2 separate regions of the Mus musculus genome follow, and region 2 is linked to region 1. Evidence: chromatin contacts called from public targeted proximity ligation data. All regions are on one chromosome and are shown on one strand. The core of a region is the stretch at or near the end of the contact, and the rest is flanking DNA. Distances in the headings are between cores, read along the strand shown. Region 1 holds the start of Myrf (myelin regulatory factor). Region 2 holds the start of 4930524O05Rik (RIKEN cDNA 4930524O05 gene).

Region 1 (5,113 bases), core at 1,260-3,759:
GGTCAGTGCCCACAGCTGGGCCTCCAGCAAAATCTCACTCTATATACCTAAGAGAGGCAGCTCTGAGAACCGCCCCCAGAGGGACAAAACCTCATTGTGAGGCACCCGCCAGCCTAGGCATCCCCTCCCCCAAGTCCTCCTCGGAGGGCCACCGCAAGCCTGCTGACTGGGCCACATCTGGAGCTCAGGCTCTGACTGCCCTTCCCCCATGCTGGCCACTGAGAAGAAGGGAGACAGATGGGAGAATAGGAGAGCTCAGGGGGTCTCACTCGACTCCCTGCAAAGCTGGGCTTGTGCTCCACCTTAGTTTGGCAGCCACTGCCAGAAAGAGTCAAAAGTTCTAAGCTGGCTAGGTTGGTATCTTGATTTGATAGTAAGTTTTCCCAGCCTTCTGGGTTGTTGTTGTTGTTGCTGTTGTTGTTGTTGTTGTGTGTGTGTGTGTGTGCCTGACTTTGTAAACCCCCACTGGCATTGCACTTGCAATCCTCCTGCCTCAGCCTCCCAAGTACATTGGTTATAGGTATATTCCCCCACGCTTCGGGAGGCTGCTCAGTTTCATCTTTCCCAGACAGTGGTAAAGCTTTCTGGTTTTGACTTCCTATGCCTAAGGGTTCTCTGAGGATGTGCCCTGAACCACTCTGTAGTGTGGTGATTTACTGGGTCTGGGATTCTAGAATCCTAGATCTAGGGTTCTGAAGTTTACAGGTGCCATTCTCCATACATTCAACCTGTACTTTTTGAGTACCTATTGTGTGTGAGGTGTGTGTGTGTGTGTGGGGGGGGGTTGGTGTTGAAGTTATAGCAGTGCCCTCATAGGCCTTCCTGAGAAGGAGACTAATGGAAACTACATGCAGAGCTACGCGCCTATGAGGGTGAGACAGGTTGAGGTGGAGTAACTGCTTTGGAAAGAATACCCCAAGCTGGGCAGTGGTGGTGCACAACTTTAATCCCAGCACTTGGGAGGCAGAGGCAGGCAGATTTCTGAGTTCGAGGCCAGCCTGGTCTACAGAGTGACTTCCAGGATAGTCAGGGCTACACAGAGAAACCCTGTCTTGAAACCACCACCACCACCACCACCCCCAAAAAAAGAATACCGATGTGTGCACTGAGGTCTGGTGGCTGAGAAGAACTAGCCATTTGGGAGCAAGCATCACAAATGAACTAACATGTGCCATGGCCCTGTGGCAGATGTGGGCCTGGCATGTTCGGGTGATGGCAGAAGGTCTTGGTAGCAATGGTTAAGTGAGCCACGCAGAAAGCAGTTGAAGCTGAGGTCATTGTTACAAGTGGAGAGAGATGAGCCAGGTTTCTGAGAAACCAGGGCAAGAGGTTTAGATGTCAGAGTGCAAGGAGAAACCACTGGTTTTACCAAAGGCATGGTGGTATGATCTGACTTCTGCTTCATAAAGAATTAGTTGGGAGGACTGTAGAGGAATCATTAGGAGAGATGCTGTGTAATGGGGGCAAGATGGAGGTGAGAGTCCAAACAGGAGACACGATGGTTTCATCCCTATGTGATTTCAGATTAAACATCAGGTAGGGCAGCAGGGAGTAAGAGTATAACTCTTAGTGGTGGTGGCACACGCCTTTAATCCCAGCACTTGGGAGGCAGAGGCAGACAGATCTCTGAGTTTAAGGCCAGCCTGGTCTACAGAGTGAGTTCCAGGACAGCCATGGCTACCCAGAAAAACCTGTCTTGAGGAAAAATAAAGAATGGCTCTCATTAAACTCTGAACCCTATTGACCTTGAACTGTACTGCCTAATACTACCAAGGTCACACATAACTAATTATGCTCAAAATAATTAAAATAAAACAAAGCTGAAAAGTCAGGAGCTCAATCCCCAGAGCCATATTTCAGATGCTCAGCTGCCACTGTGGCTAATGACAACACCTAGAGTATTTCCACCATTCTAGAAAGTTCTATGTAGAAGCACTTCTCTAGAGGGCACTCATTAATCCTTAGCTTCCTCATCTGTAAATGCAAATTGTAATAGTTCCAGACAGGTGGCAAATGCCTTTATTCTCAACACTAGGGAAGCGGAAGAAGGCGGATCTCTCTGAGTTTAAGGCCAGACCTACATAGATTCGGTGTGCGTTGGGCCTTGGGGGGTGGGGGTGGGGAGTGGGGAAGTGGGTGTGTACCTCCCTAACAAAGACCTGCCGGAATTAACAGAGTTTAACACCTATAGAGTACTTAGCACAGAGTATCCCTTTGTTACCTGGGATAGGGTGAATACGAAAAGGAATAGGAGCTATCTCTGAGATCTGGTACTGAAAACCCTCAGATTCATAATCTGGAACCCTACCTATACCAGAAAAGAGTGAAAAGCGACTAATCCACAGACTTTAAGGCAAGGCAGTACCCAGGACACCACCGCCGCGTCGAGCGCCCCCTGCAGACGACGCGGCACCCTGCTACCCGAGGTTGCGGCTCTGGGCGTACCGCCAGAGGGCGCTGAGGGCGGCGGGCGGGGCGCGGGGCAGGCGGAGGCCGGGCTAGGGCTGCGGGGAGCGAGCGTGAGGAGAGCCTGGCCGGACTGTACCGGGAGCCCAGCCGGGACTGTCGCGCGGGCCGCGCCGGCGATGCCGCGCCCCCGGGCCAGGCTGTAGCGGGGCTGCGGCCGGAGCGCACGCGGCGGGCAGGCGGGCCATGGAGGTGGTGGACGAGACCGAAGCGCTGCAGCGCTTCTTCGAAGGTGAGAGACCGCGGGGTTGGCTGGGCGATCAACCTCCTGCTCTGGGATAGGCCAACCAGTCTCCCTGAGGACAGGAGACCCATGGGGTTTCCACCATGCACCCAGAAAGGACCTCCAGAAAGCCTCCTTTTTGGCAGGGACTCTACTTCAGACTGGCAACAGCGAGGTGAATGGCTTCGAGATAGGGAGTCTCTAGATGTCTGCCCAAGCCCGTTGGACTTGGGTTTCCCCGAATCGGCCTCCAACACTCAACTTCCTTGGGGATGGGTTCCTTCTGTGCTCGGCTCTCCTCGAAGCCTTTCGGGTCCTGCGGTCCCTGAATGGTGATACTCCAACCCTCAGCACACTTCTCTAGTCTGAGGACGCTGTACTCCACCCATACCAGCCTCTTTCTTACTCCATCTAGCCTGGGACTTCCCTTTTCCCTTAAGGCTGGGACCCCAGAGCCTAGCCTACCTTCTAGGAGCAGGGACCTCCTGACTGTGCTTCCTGGAGGCTGAGACATCCTTGGAGGCTGTCACCTGTCTTGGGCAATGCTGCTTCCTCCACTAAGGCTGAAATAAATGCTCCTCTAAGCAGCTACTACTTCCTTGCCTGGGGCAGGACCTTCTCTTTAGTGTGATTTCCTAGAGATGGAACTCCCTTGAAGCTGGCTGACATCTCTGTCACCAGCAACCTCTGCCCTAGGAGACCTCCAATGCTGTAAATGGCACCCCACCAGCCCCTATGAGGCGCCTCAGGGTTGGGTCCCTCACACCTGACCCAGGAGCTGACCTGGTCCCCCCCTCACCTTGACCTGAACTTCTCCAGTAGGATCTATGTACGCTCCATTATATATGTTTTCCTCACCTCCCCCACCTCCCAACCCCCACATTGATTTTAGAGTCTGGTCCTGGTCTAAATACTGCCTCAGCTTTTCCTGAACAGACCCTGCCCCTCCCCCCATGAAAGCTGGGTTCAGGAGGGAAGGGGCTGGTGTAGGAGGGGGAGGGGAAGTGCAGGCTGACATCTCCCAGCCTGCTGGGTTTCTCAGACCCTTATTGGAGACCGAGGCACTTGAACACCTTTTGTATCTATCCCCACTATGTTGAGAAACTATTCCCTGCCTCACCCTCTTCCTAGTCCCTCAGCTAACATCTTGCCCCTAAGTACTGGTCGAGGCTTCCATGAGCAGAACCTGTTGCCCTCAACATACCAGGCTGGGACTGTGAGTTGCAGGATGGAAAATCAAGACCCAAGTTTAAAGCCCAGTGCCCAGTTCCTGAGAGATTTCCCCACGCAAGAAGAGGACTTTATTCGTTTCTCTTTCCATGACGTGGGGAACCACAGAATACTTTTGTCCATCCACTCCTACATCTGAGCAGCCCAGGAGAAGACAGCTCCAGTCTCAGGTTAACTTAACTCTAGGATGTTGAACACCCAGGCAGAACAAGTCTTGAGGCTGCAAAATGCTAGGCTTGGACTAAATTCAGTGATCAAGTCTGAGGCAGCTATACCATTTGAGGGTGCAAGACACCACCCCTCAGTCCAGGAGCTCTCTGGGAGCTTCCCAACTTTGGGCAATAGGCTAAGAGTGCACAGGGACTTTGTGAGTAAAGATTCTAGAAGAAGAAAGAAGTCAGTGGTCCTTGTTGGGTACAAGTACTGATTGGGGGTGCCTAGTGTATTCTTGGTGCCCCTAGTGACCCATGAACCAGGACTCTTTGGTTTATGTAGGTATCCCTCCCCCACCCCACCCCCACCTGGGCTCTGGGCACAGGGGTGGGCCTAATTGGCCTGGACTCCTCACTTCTGAGCCAAACTTTCCCTCTTGGCCTGAGGTGGGGGGGTGGTGGTGGTGGATGGAAGGCTGACGCCACAGCTTAGCCATGCAGCTGCCTGGCAGGGAGGCTGGGCTGCTCCCTCCAGAGAGATAAGAGGAGACTCAAGAATGTCTGTGGGGAGCAGGCGGGGTGTGGGGCCTGCTCAGGAGGGCCGGGATTCAGCAGTCTTCCAGAACCTGGGAATAGGGGCAGGGTGGGTGGACACCTGGTTCAAGTCCTTAAGGCAGTCTGAGAGGGGAAGGCCTTGGCAGGGAATCCATTGGGTGGTGAAATGGAAGTTCTCACTGGAAGGGAGAAAGCATAGAGCAGTGGTGTGCTCATAAACATGAGTGCGCCCCTACTAGGAGGTGTGAAACCTTGTTTTGTGGATGTTTTGAGTCATTCCTCAGCCTCAGGTAGTAGTGTATGCTCTCACACTCAAATGGCCACCCTCAAGTCCTCATCCAGATTCCCACATGGCCTCAGCCATTCCCTCTAGGCAGTGGGTAGAAATCTCCGTGGTTTGGGTTCTGGGCTGGGAGACAGACTGGCCCTTGCTGAAGGAGCAATCTAAAGAAGAGTCTCTTCTGTCATGGCTCCCACTAGCTCTGCA
Region 2 (5,113 bases), core at 753-3,252, 410 kb before region 1:
CTCTTCTGGTTTGTCTGAAGACAGTGACAGTGCACTCATAAATAAAATAAAAAGATCTTAAAGAGAGAGGGAGAGATGAGGGGGAGAAGGAGAAGAGAGGGAGAAGGGAAAAGAGGAGGGAGGACAGGAGGAAGGTCCTCTTGGAGCACCTCTACATACACATACACATATATGTTAGTTGGGGAAATGGCTCAGCAGTGGAGAACACTTCTTGCTCCTGTAGGAGAATCAGGTTCAGTCCCCAGCTCCCACAGTGTACCTCACAGCCATCTGTAACTCCAGTTCCAGGGTATTTAACACTGTTGTCTGGCCTCTGAGGGCACCAGGCACATAAGTAGTGCATAGACACACATGTGAGCAAAACACCCATACAAATAAAAACATATCAATAAATCTTTTTAAAATAAATAACTAAAATGTCAAAATAATAAAGTACTTTTTTTTTTTGAGAAAGAGTCTAACTATGTAGCCCTACCTGTCCTGTCCTGGAACTCAACATGTAGACCAGGATGGCCTCAAACTCAAGAGATATGCTTGCTTGTCTTCCAAGTGCTGAGATTAGAGACATGTGGCACCATACCCAGTATACAATACACCTTTACAAGTAATTTTTAAGTTAAAATTTAAAAAGTGTCCACCATTGGAACCATCTAGACCTGAGTTCCACTATCTATGCATCTCCTAACAAGACTTTCGGCAAAGGGACATCACATCTCCAGGATCTTCTAACATGGGTGGAATCAGTGCCTGTCTTACCACATAAAATTGGAAGAATGCACACAAATTCCTCTCCTCCTCATGCTTAACATACAGGAAGAGCTAGATGAATGCTACTGGCATTCTCTGCGTCTCTGATCACACACCACCCCATCAGCAATTGTGGCCAGCTCTGGAGCTGTGTTTAAAGGTAGCCAGAGCATGGCAGCAACGGTTGGTAGACAAAGCCTGGAACAGACCACTGTTCAAACCCCAGCTCCACCAGCTTCCAGCCTCCATCTTTGAATCTACAGATCCAGGACCCACCCTGCATTTTCTGGGAGCCTCTGGTTAAGAAACAGGGGAAGGGCATCAAATCTGTGCCTGACACCCAGTGGGTGCCCAGAATTAAATTCACACAGGCAGCATCTGACACATGATTACTCTCCGAGGAGTGTAATCATGCCAGAAGCAAAAATACTCAAGAAGCCCAGGGCTTAATGAGGTTGCTCTCACCCAGATGTGGACACCTTTGTTGTGGTAATAAATATTTTGCCTGGAGAAAGCAGGCTCCTTGGGGAAGTTCCTGAGAGAGTTCTACCCTTCCCTTCCCAAATAGATGGACCCTGTTCTGCCCTGGCTCTCGCATGCACAGCAGATACCCTCCACAGCCATTGGCCAGAGCTTGGATGCTTCCAATGACCTTCTCAAACTCAATAGTTTTAGATTCAAAGCCTTGCATCAAGCTCCCTTCCAAGGAGAAGTTCATCTTCAACATCCAGTCTGTTCCCCTCCTTGACAACCCCCAAAGGTTAAGACAACATGCGGTGGTGAATCCCGGGTTGCTTACCAGACAGACACACACAGTACAGTTCTCCTCAGGAGGTGAAAACACATCCCCTTCGGCTCGGATAGCGCCACTGTGAAAGCAGCCTTTGAAAGACAAACAGGAGGTGGGGAACGTCAGCCTCCTCAAAGGACAGGAAACCAGGTCTCTTCTCTTTGAGGCGTAATACTTCTGGAACATTCTCTCACCACCCTGGATGTGCCAGCAGTGGCAGACATAGGTCCCTTGAACTGGGTGGTCCTAGGACTGCTGGGAAACAGCACAGGAGACAGATGCAAGAGTAGCTACAGTGGCTGTGAGGGTGTGCCTTGAAGTGTGTCCTGAGAAAGGGGCATTTCGTTCCCACCACACAGGAGACGCTATGTTCCGAACCTAGAGTTCTAGCTCCGTTTACCCAAGTAGCCCTGCCCACGTCACGATGCCTCTCTGTGACTCAGCTATTCTCACCATAATAGGGAAATATCACTATGTAGCCAGCAGGAGACCTGAAAGGATCCAAAATCTCGGTTATAAAGAGAACTCAGCTCTTTCCTTCAGGGCCCCATACATAGGTGGAACATGGTAGAAAACGGAAATGTAAGACAGCAATGTAGGCACTGCCTCGGCAGACCCTGGAAAGATTTTTGGTTTTATGGTGCTGCAGATTGAATTAGGACTTCCCTCACACATAGTAGGCAAGCCCCAGCCCCAGCCCCAGCCCCAGCCCCAGCCCCAGCCCCAGCCCCAGCCCCAGCCCCAGCCCCAGCCCCAGCCCCAGCCCCAGCCCCAGGCCCATAGCCCCAGCCCCAGCCTATGGGAGGAAAGTGAAATGATTGTCCTCCAGCAATGTAGGGTAGGTAGGACTGGGGAAGGAAGTCAACAGAATGCATGTGCACTGAAAGGAAGGAAGGAAGGAAGGAAGGAAGGAAGGAAAGGAAAGGAAAGGAAAGGAAAGGAAAGGAAAGGAAAGGAAAGGAAAGGAAAGGAAAGGAAAGGAAAGGAAAGGAAAGGAAAGGAAAGGAAAGGAGGAAGGAGGGAGGGAAGGATGAATAGAAGAGGAACAAAGGAGGGAGGGAGGAGGGAGGGAGAAAAGGAAGGAGGAAAGAATGAATGGAAGGAAGGAGGAAGGGGAGGAGGAAGAAGGAAGGAAAGAAGGCAGGCAGGCAGGATGGGCCAAGAAGAGCAGCCTGCTAGAAGGTTTTCCTTGAAGAGCTCTTCAGCATAGACAAATGGTTCTCAAAGTGAGATTCCAGATCAGCAGCAGCAGTGTAGTGTTGTATGTTCTCAGGCCCCACCCATGAACCTCCAAGTCAGATTTCCAGGTGACACCAAGAACTGATTGCAGGAGAAGTTGAATAATAAATAGCCCCTGGGCTGCAAAAGGCTAGAGGAAGAAAGAGCTCTTACCAGTGCAAGAGGGGCAGCACCCCCCATCTCTCGGGGGAACTGGGTGGGAACAGGTAGCGTCACACCTTACTCCTCCACAGGTCACCTCTCCATCCTGAATGCACAAACAGGAGTTGCAGTGGTGGGCAGAACCTAGACACTCCCCCAAGGCAGCCTGGGGACTTCACACCTACCTGGCACAAGCACTGAGAACATCCGGGCTGGTTCCAGCGGCTGCCTGATTCATACGTGGCTCCCAGGTGCCAACAGGAAGAGGACCCTGCTCCCAGCTTTGGGCTTTCAGGACCCCTAGGTGAGGAAGGGGTCCCTACAGCCCCCTGGAGGAGTGAGGGGGGTCCAAGGGTCCCCAGTGGGGAGGAACTTGGCACTGGAGTGGATATCAACTGTGTGGGAAAGAATGTGGGTAGGACCTGGGTGGTAGATGGCTGACTGATTGTTCTAACTCCAGTGGGGTATCCTGGGGCCCCTGGAGGAGGGCTGTGTCCTGGGGACAGGGCAGGCCGGCCTGCCTCAGGGAGGAGCAGGGACATCTTAGCAGGATGCTGTCGGGGCTGCAGGATGGCAGATGGGGCCAGAACGGCCTTCGGGAAAGCTGAAATGGAAGCACAGGGTCTCCTAAGGAAGGCAGCAGGGGCAGGAAGTGGGGTTCGAGAGGCCTAAACAGGTCCTCAGCCACATAAAGTAACAGGCTGTGACCTACTGAGGCCACAGCGACAGCCACAAGGGAAGAAGGCTGGGAAAACACTAATGGGCAAGAAAAGATCCTAAACCAGTAACAAGGAGGTCCGGCAGCCCAAGACTCAGCTGCCCTTCCTTCCTTAACAGCTATAAGGGAACACAAGTTTTCCTGAGGCTGGAAGGCCTTCAGGGTCCATCCTGGAAACAACTCTCCCCAACTGCTCTGGGCTGGGGTTTCATTGCGTCCCCTGCTTCCCATCTAGCTATGGCTTCCCTGCAGTGGAGCTAGGGCTCAGGATGAGGGCTCAGCGGAGGGTTCCCTGCAGTGGCACTGTCTGGTCACCTTGAGGGAGGAGGCTCCTGCCCACACGTAAAGACCTGGGAACTGAACCGGCATTTCCCCTACAGATGAACATCTACTGCACCTCGTCACAAAAACGGAGAATCCCCTTATGGCTGTTTTTTGTTTTTTCCTTTTTTTACCATTTGTAGGCAATAGCTGGCGACAGTGAAAAGGGAAAGGACTGCATAAAGAAGTTGAAGAATGGGGCTGGAGAGCCATCTCAGAGGTTAAGGGCACAGGCTTCTCTTGCAGAGGAGCTGGTTCTGTTCCCAGCAGTCACATGGTGACTCATACAATCCACAGCCCCAGTCCCAGGAGGTCACTTCTTGGCCCTTCTGGAGCATGTGGTACACATACAAACCAGCAGGCAAAACCCTTATAATATACATAAAATAAATCTTTCTAAAAGCCCCAACCCTTTTATTAAAAATAAAGGGAAAGAAAGAAAGAAGGAAGGAAAGAAAGAAAGAAAGAAAGAAAGAAAGAAAGAAAGAAAGAAAGAAAGAGAGAGAAAGAAAAGGAAAAAAAATCCAGGATGGAGAAATGGTTGCTATTGCAGAGGACCCAGGTTTGGTTCCAAGCACCCACATGATGCTGTAACCCCAGTTCTAGGGGATCTAACAACCTCTTCTGACTTCCACAGGCACCAGACACACACATATAAATAGGCAAAATACTCATATGCATAAACATTTTTTTTGTAAGTACATTTTTAAAATGTAAGGGAACAGGGAAAGCGAGAAAGAAAGCGGGGGGCATTGGTAGTGACAAACAAAAAGAACTGGAAAAAAGGCGGGATTTAAAGAACGAGTTTGGCAAAGAGGGGGCCTGTGGTTAGGGGGTGAGGTCTGGTACCTCAAGGGCAGAACCAAGATCTTTAAGATATGGTTTGGAGTCAGGAGAACAAGATCTATGGAGTGGGCTTTTGTGCTGAGAAGGCAGGACTAAGAGCTAGAGGGTAGGGCTAGGGCCTGGTGCTCACCTTCACAGGACACACGGTCAGATCGAAGCCTGAAACCAGGTCTACAGGTGCACAGGAAGCTGCCCACAGTGTTGTGGCAGGTGTGGTGACAGACTCTCCTCTCTTGTGGCCGCCGACACTCGTTGACATCTGTGGGAGAGCCTTGCTGCCTTACCTTGGCCATGGAGCCCTTTCTCATCCC

Evidence for each region.
Region 2: a targeted proximity ligation map of bone marrow-derived macrophages shows a contact between it and region 1, with 4 times the contacts expected there. A contact is called at or near these places in 1 of 39 promoter capture datasets (cranial neural crest) and 2 of 130 datasets of targeted methods (bone marrow-derived macrophages and pancreatic cancer cells).

What each region holds. Positions count from the first base shown.
Region 1 is chr19:10,238,144-10,243,256 of GRCm38.p6, reverse strand. It overlaps Myrf (myelin regulatory factor), which reads left to right and starts at 2,509. Exons shown (of 26, transcript NM_001033481.1): 1 at 2,509-2,698. The coding sequence starts at 2,653.
Region 2 is chr19:10,644,942-10,650,054 of GRCm38.p6, reverse strand. It overlaps 4930524O05Rik (RIKEN cDNA 4930524O05 gene), which reads left to right and starts at 2,002. Exons shown (of 3, transcript NR_045316.1): 1 at 2,002-2,119; 2 at 3,010-3,221; 3 at 4,100-4,361. It overlaps Vwce (von Willebrand factor C and EGF domains), which reads right to left. Exons shown (of 20, transcript NM_027913.2): 7 at 4,933-5,061; 8 at 3,103-3,521; 9 at 2,930-3,023; 10 at 1,547-1,629.